Regions from separate parts of the Mus musculus genome. Here region 2 is linked to region 1. A link is a contact called in public Micro-C data. All regions are on one chromosome and are shown on one strand. The core of a region is the stretch at or near the end of the contact, and the rest is flanking DNA. Distances in the headings are between cores, read along the strand shown. Region 1 has its middle 34 kb from the start of Ckap2l. Region 2 holds the start of Il1b (interleukin 1 beta).

Region 1 (3,798 bases), core at 338-2,837:
CTCTTTGTTTCCAAGTACAGAAATACATAGTTATGTAGAAATACATACACCTATAAATTGCTTGTATCTTTATTTAATTCCCCTGTTTGATTTTGATTAGGGAATTATATTGATTGTTAAAATTATGGAGATAATGACATTGTTTATGAATTCCAATTCAGGTTAGTCTTGGGATTTTGCTTTCAAAATTAGGGACATTCGGGTCTTCAGCGCCACCACGGGATCTGCTCACCAGCTGACTGTTGGCGTCCTGTAAGCACCCTTTACAGATAGATAGCTGTTGGTTGGTCCATCATCCCAACCCATCTGCTGTGCTCTGCAGGAGAGGGTAGGACTTTTTCAATGGTTACTAAAAAGGACTCCTGAGTGGGAGTCTTTAGATGCCAGTGGCCAAGGAGGAGGACCTTTTGACCTTAGAGCTGAGACCCCTGCTGTCACGAGGGACCTTATTTCTGCTCTGACACTTGTGGGGCTTGCTTGCTATAATGTCCTGTCAGGTCCTCTTCTGCTGGGGGTGAGCAGATGGAGTGTGTGTATACCGTGCCCGAGCGTCTCCTGCTTGGCCTTGGGTTGGTGTAGAGCAGGAAGGAACTGTAAAGTAGCCCTGCTCGGGGTACCCAGGGCAGACTTAATCTTGAATCTGTGCTTTGCCTGTCTTTTCACAACTGACTCGGTCCTAGACATGGGCTGGCTAGACATGGTCCATCTCCTGCTCCAGACAGTTTTTAGAAAACTGAAAATGTATGGAAAAAAAAAAGCATTGAAAACTTTTTGTTGCTCTCCCCCCCTTTTGAGATAAGGTTTCTCTATGGAGCCCTGCGTGTCTTGGTACTTGCTTTGTAGACCAGGCTGGCTTCGAACTCATGGAGTCTGGCCTGCTTCTGCCCCCTAGAGATTGGGATTAAAGGCATGTACCACTGTAGTCTCCCCTCCCCCAGCCTGAAACCTGCTTGCTCAGGGGTGGAGCTTCCTGCTCATTCGTTCTGCCACGCCCACTGCTGGAACCTGCGGAGCCACACATGTGCACCTTTCTACTGGACGAGAGATTATTTGGCGGGAATCGGGTCCCCTCCCCCTTCCTTCATAACTAGTGTCGCAACAATAAAATTTGAGCCTTGATCAGAGTAACTGTCTTGGCTACATTCTTTTCTCTCGCCACCTAGCCCCTCTTCTCTTCCAGGTTTCCAAAATGCCTTTCCAGGCTAGAACCCAGGTTGTGGTCTGCTGGCCGGACACAACATACCACCACATCTGGCCACATTGAAAATTCTCAATGAACTGATTTGGGGCTCGAGAATTCACTCAGGGGCCAGTATAGCTGTTACCTTAGAAGGCATCTTTGGTGGCCATTGAACCTTTTGAAAATGTGTGTAACAAGAAGAAATGGAAATCTTCTAACCAGCCCTCCCAGGGTTACATCGTGTCTACATATGATTTTATTTCTAAATATGTCTTTTAAAAATAGCATTTCTTTGAACTTTGTGTTTCAAAATTTCTAAAGCCTGCCAGGCTGGATCGTCTTGCTAGGCTGGGTTGGATTGTCTCACTAACTGTCCTGTCATCCTGAGTCACTGTGGCAGATGATTCAGACGTGGCAAAACACACCAAAACTCATCTCGTAACTGGATTATTTTGATAGGAGCCTCACACGCAGCCCTGGAGCCTCAGAGTTCTGAGTCCTGACTTTAATTCTCTCCCACTGTTCAGTGTTTGTCTTAGTGGAGATGACTGTCATTATGTGGTGGCTCAGACTGACCTTGCCTATTGGAGGTGACAAAGTGGACCTTTGAAGGGACAGCTCTAACAATGCAGCTCTCCAGGTTCGCTCTCAGGAAGTATGAGCGTTTAGAACGAGGATAGCAGTTCCCTTTTCCTACTTCCTGTGTATCCCAGAAACACCCAGGGTTGGCACTGTTAAGGCCTCTCCTCAGAGTGCTTCTGGGCCCCAGAGTCTACAGGGTTACACTTTTCAGGCACAGCTCAGGTACCACCAGCATTGTGTCTTTGGACACAAATTCATCCCTGAGAGGGTAGCGATATTTCTTCAGCTATATTGTTTATACCTTAAGAACCACGCTTTTCTGGAAAGGTCCTGGAAACCACTGCAAAGCCAATATTATAAAACCTCACAGAATTTCCTTCCTGGGCAGAGGACAAAGGTATAAACCATCAAAATACCTGAGGGGCTCAGGGAGAGAGGAGAAAGGGGAGAGGAGGGGAACAGGAAGAAGAGGAGGAAAAGAGAGGAGAGGTGGCCAAAGGGCCTTTATACACTCTGCCCAGGCTCTCCTAAGGCATCCCTCTGACTCTCCTGCTATTCCTGTTCCCACTTAAGGCTTCAAGGCATCCTGCCTCGCTGGCTAGACTTCTGTGTTCTCAGCTCCTGACCATAGATGGCTCTTGTGGGGCCTTAAACATGTACTTGCGACAAGTCACCACTAGCTCCTCAGATCCTTGGGGGTCAGGCTGTTCGGCCCACCATCCTCGTCTCTAGTGCCTGCAGCATCCCGAGATTTTTACTGAATGAGGAGTTGCTCCTCTGGGTTGCCTTGGAGAACTGCAGGGGAAGGGGTGGAGGAACAAAGGATATGGAGTAAGGGAGGGGAGGTAGGAACAGGCTATGAAGGTTTGACTTAGGAATCTGCCCTCAGGAGCTTGTCTGGGGCAGGACAGGTTGGGACAGGGACCTCAACTTGAGTCATCTGCTGCAGGCTTTAGTTTTAACCCTGACGTTCCTCATTTATCTGTACTTTGGGGATGCATGGCGTCACTCCCAGGGATATGTGGCAGACACTGAAGTCACCTCTCCCACACATACATACAGTTTAAGTTCATAGATCTGACAGACATTGCCAAGCTTTCTTTGAGGATGAGTAAGGGCATGTGACCTTCTCTTCTTCCTTCCCATGGCTAGAGCTTGTTGTGACCGACTTTGGCCACCTCCATCAGGCTCCCAGACAGGAGGCAGAGCCCCAGAATGGGTGGACTGTGCTTGTTACCGTCTTAGTAACACACACTTTCACCTGTTACCGTCTTAGTAACACACACTTTCACCTGTTACCGTCTTAGTAACACACACTTTCACCTGTTACCGTCTTAGTAACACACACTTTCACCTGTTACCGTCTTAGTAACACACACTTTCACCTGTTACCGTCTTAGTAACACACACTTTCACCTGTTACCGTCTTAGTAACACACACTTTCACCTGTTACCGTCTTAGTAACACACACTTTCACCTGTTACCGTCTTAGTAACACACACTTTCACCTGTTACCGTCTTAGTAACACACACTTTCACCTGTTACCGTCTTAGTAACACACACTTTCACCTGTTACCGTCTTAGTAACACACACTTTCACCTGTTACCGTCTTAGTAACACACACTTTCACCTGTTACCGTCTTAGTAACACACACTTTCACCTGTTACCGTCTTAGTAACACACACTTTCACCTGTTACCGTCTTAGTAACACACACTTTCACCTGTTACCGTCTTAGTAACACACACTTTCACTGGGCCTGCTGATGTGAGAGCTGAGTTCCAGCAACCGAGCCAGTGCTTTAATTCTGGCCCCTTATTTCCAGCAGCAGGAAAAGTTGAGTGGCCTAACCACTGTACTTACAGAAGAAACGACAGCACTTCCTCTTTCAGTGACCCTCTTTCTACCCCATCCACTTTTGCGGTGTTTGTGTGTGTGCTCGTGTGTGCATGTGAAAGCGTGATATGCATAGATACGTGAAGGCCAGAGAACCTTAGGCATCCTGCGCTATCACTCTCTGCCTTTTAGACAGT
Region 2 (3,798 bases), core at 661-3,160, 110 kb after region 1:
TTGTCTAAGGCCACAGGTTATTTTTAAAAATCCTAACTAACTTTTTGTTTATATCACTTATTTCTTATTATCTTAATCTCCCCAGGAACATGCGAAACTGTTCTTTGGCAGAGAAGGAAGAGATGCTAATTCTGAAGGTCATGCTCTCTAGATCCAGAGTTCGATTTAAGTGGTCAGATTAAGCTCCATCTCTCTCAAGGGGGGACTAAATGTATGTTGAAGACCATACTGTCTTCTTAGCATAAAACACCATGATTGCCATCAGCAAGCCTTGGTGTGTGGCTGTGGTAAATGAAACCTGTGTGGGAGCCAGGTCAGTGTGTGGGTTGCCTTATCTATGTCACTGAAAGAGGCAAAATAATCCCATCACAAAATAGCCTGGGAGCAAGGCAGTCCCATATCCCTTCCCGTTTGGGTTTTTTTTTCCCATGCCACAGTCCCTCCACAGGTTAGGAGCCAAGCTCAGAGTCTCACCTTCATCTTTTGGGGTCCGTCAACTTCAAAGAACAGGTCATTCTCATCACTGTAATGAAAACAGATGTGGTCAAGTGATAGCTCCTTATCAATACTGAGCAGACAGACTTCCATTGTTCATAAAACCACACCTACCATGACTCTTAAAGCTTCCCAAAGACTTCTGGGAAGTTCTACAGTGCTACGTAAGTAACAGTCTAGAAGCAGATTCTGGGCCAGGTAAGTGGGTGCTCTGGTTGCTCTCTGTTGACTTCTGACACCTAAATTCTAGACTAGCAGAGTTAGCTAAAGTCTGAGCTCTCTGCCTTTGCTTCCAAGCCAGACTTTGCAAAAGAGTCTCTTATCCTGTCCATGTGGAAGTTTTTCTTACCATTGCATCTGTAGGAGTCCCTGTAGTGACAGCACCTAAGTCCCTAGGTTGGGCTTGGGAGTGAAGAGGTCAGTCTTTAAGCTAGGTTGCTTGAACTCTGATAGCCACTGAAGGAGATGAGTTGGGGACTCTCTGGCCTCTGAAAGTAGATAGCCCTCCATTCCTGAAAGCAGAGTGCTGGATATGTGACCACTCTCCAGTACCCACTGACCTGTCAAAAGGTGGCATTTCACAGTTGAGTTCAGGAACAGTTGCCATAGCTGCTTCAGACACCTGTGTGAAGAAAGAAAGTGGGTGGGCATCCAGCGTTAGCTCCCCGAGGGGCGTCCTTCATATGTGTTTCTCTTAGCTCTAGTTCAGGGCAGGCATGCTAAACTGGTCTCTGAGGAATGAAGGAACGGAGGAGCCGTTGTATAGGTCTAGAACAGTGGCCCTTTTGGAGTCAAGTGGCCCTTTCACAGGGGTCACCTAAGACCATTGGATAACACAGATATTTACACTTCATAACAGTAGCAAAATTATAGTTATGAAGTAGCAATGAAAATAATTTTAGGGTGTGTGGGGGGTCACTACAACATGGGGAACAGCATTAGGAAGATGCTCTGGAAGGAAGCAACAGCAGAGCCAAACCCTAATAAAGAAGCTTTCCTACAAGACAGGAGCTGCCTTTTAGATGTCAGCGGCTATACAGACAGTACTCATTTCCAGAGTACTTCACAAACCATGGAGGTACAGCTACTTTTTATAAATAAAAAGCCCAAAGTCCATCAGTGGGGGGGGGGGAAAGAGAGAGAGAGAGAGAGACAGAGAGAGACAGAGAGAGAGACAGAGAGACAGAGAGAGACAGACAGAGAGAGACAGAGACAGACAGAGAGAGAGAGAGATAGACAGACAGAGACAGAGAGAGAGACAGACAGAGACAGAGAGAGAGAGACAGAGAGAGAGAGATAGAGAGAGACAGAGAGAGAGAGAGACAGAGAGAGAGAGAGACTTACTTGCACAAGGAAGCTTGGCTGGAGAGGATCCCAGATGAGCCTATTAGGCCTCGAACCACTGCAGGGTTTGTTGTCCAACTTGTTTTCCCTCCCTTGTTTTATAGTCCTAAAAAGCAGAAGTGAAGAGCTGTGAAATTTTCCCTTGGGTTAACTGATTTCACAACAAAACTGAAGGGTGGGGGAGGGGGGAGAAGCTTGATGGGAATTCTTAGGGGAAGAGGCTATTGCTACCCTGAAATAATTTCTAATCCCTGGAAGTCAAGGGGTGGCAGATAGTGACACATTCGCAAGTGTGTCATCGTGGTGGAAATGGGCATTATTTCCCCCTGGACAATTGTGCAGATGGTGTCAATATTAAAAATATTGGGTTTTCCTGGGTTAGCTGTACATTTTAAGTCAGGATGTGCGGAACAAAGGTAGGCACGTAGATGCACACCCAGAAGTGTGTCACCTCTCTCGCCTCCTTGTGCTTAAGCTGAGGGAGCTTTGCAGTTGGAGTTTGGTAACTGGATGGTGCTTCTGTGCTCTCCATCAACTGTGTTAGCAGGGGCTTCTGGAGAGACACGCACTTCCTTGTGTGGGTCAGGGCACACACAGTATGCAGGTATCAGTGTAGACTTATCATAGGGTCAGGGAACTCTGGAAGCAAGCCTATGCAGTCTGATAATGCCAGGGTGCTTATTTTTTTCTTTTATTGGATATTTTCTTTATTTACATTTCAAATGTTATCCCTTTTCCAGGTCTCCCCTCCGGAAACCCCCTATCCTCTCCCCCTCCCCTGCCTCTATGAGGATGCTCCCCCACTCACCCACCCACTCCTGCTTTCCTGCCCTGCCAGGGTACTTATAATACCATAGCCAGTCTCATGTTGAAACCATATCAGTGCTAGGTGATCAGCAGAATGAGCCTGAATTAAGTTGCACAGTGCAAAGGTGGTGAACGAGGCATCTGCCTGTTCATGAGCACAGTCCATCTTAAAAAGTGAAGAGATAGTCTTTGCCTAAAAAATTGTTTTGGAAAATTCTTGTTTCTATAAGATCTGGGGAGACCAAGTCTCTTGGCCATATCAAGCATCACTAGACTGCTAACTCAGAGAGCCCAGGGAGCCTACCCAGGGGAGCTCTTCTTGCTTGGATGGAATGAGCAACCAGGCCATATGAATGCTGCATACAGTCTCTTGGGCACATCTACAGTATAGTAGAATCCTCAGTGGAAACCTAACTCCTTTGCTGAGCCCTCAGAGAGTCTGTGGACTCCATTAGAGCCAGGTCTCCACAGTGCCTGGCAGATGGATGCAGGCAGTAGGAGCTAGCCCGGGTGAGTAGGAATTTGGCAATGTGTTCATTCAGATGAGTTTGTACCTAGTATGTTTTGGTTACTGAGCTTATTCTGCAGCACTGAAGGGAAATAGACAGACAGAATTGGAAGGAGGAATAGACAAGGCTCTACTATGAAACAAGGTTTACTTACTAGGCAGCCTTCTTTTGCCTAATTTGGTTCACAGCATCTCGATTTCAGGAAGGCAAACAGAAGAATCCTGCCTTTGACCAGCTATATGTTTGATTTGAAATCTGAAGATGGTTCAGGGTCTCAGTTGCTTTTGAGTTTGGTGAGCAATGGTCAGTTCTCAGCACTAAGGTCTTATAAGATGTATTATCTAGTTCTGCAGACAATCCAGAGGTCCTGTCTGGGCCATCTGGTTCATTTTTCTGTTCTGCCTTCACAGGGTCCACATTTCAAACTATGCCTGGAGGGACTAACACCTTCCTCAGAGCCTGTGTGCAGGGCTGGAAGGTCTGATGATTTTATGGGCTGTCCTGACAGAGATTATTGGAGACTCCTTTGGTCTGCTGATGTGAGTTGAACCAGGGATGGTGAAAACCAGGGGACAGAGAAGGGTAACTAGGGGCCTGAGTGTCAGCTCCAAGTCCCTTCTCCCTGGATGATTTTTCAGGAGCC

Evidence for each region. Hi-C and Micro-C count contacts between places; a contact is called where the count stands out from the background.
Region 2: a contact with region 1 is called in a Micro-C map of macrophages, with 3 times the contacts expected there. The contact joins the promoter of Il1b here to the enhancer-like site in region 1. A contact is called at or near these places in 9 of 39 promoter capture datasets (the 3T3-L1 cell line, 3T3-L1-derived adipocytes, the C10 cell line and 6 more), 1 of 484 Hi-C or Micro-C datasets (macrophages), 1 of 115 datasets of contacts at active chromatin or transcription factors (neural progenitor cells) and 2 of 9 other capture datasets (adipose tissue and liver).

What each region holds. Positions count from the first base shown.
Region 1 is chr2:129,261,699-129,265,496 of GRCm38.p6, forward strand. No RefSeq gene overlaps it. Among named protein-coding and RNA genes, the nearest start is that of Ckap2l, 34 kb to the right of the region's middle. Within about 2 kb of position 1,588, at least 60 of the 459 cell types and tissues checked have an H3K27ac peak or open chromatin away from gene starts, as enhancers often do. A contact at or near this core is called in macrophages, where this site is marked.
Region 2 is chr2:129,369,229-129,373,026 of GRCm38.p6, forward strand. Il1b (interleukin 1 beta) reads right to left here and starts at 1,911. Exons shown (of 7, transcript NM_008361.4): 1 at 1,840-1,911; 2 at 1,056-1,117; 3 at 475-523. The coding sequence starts at 1,102. Il1bos (interleukin 1 beta, opposite strand) reads left to right here and starts at 674. Exons shown (of 3, transcript NR_015474.1): 1 at 674-693; 2 at 3,566-3,798.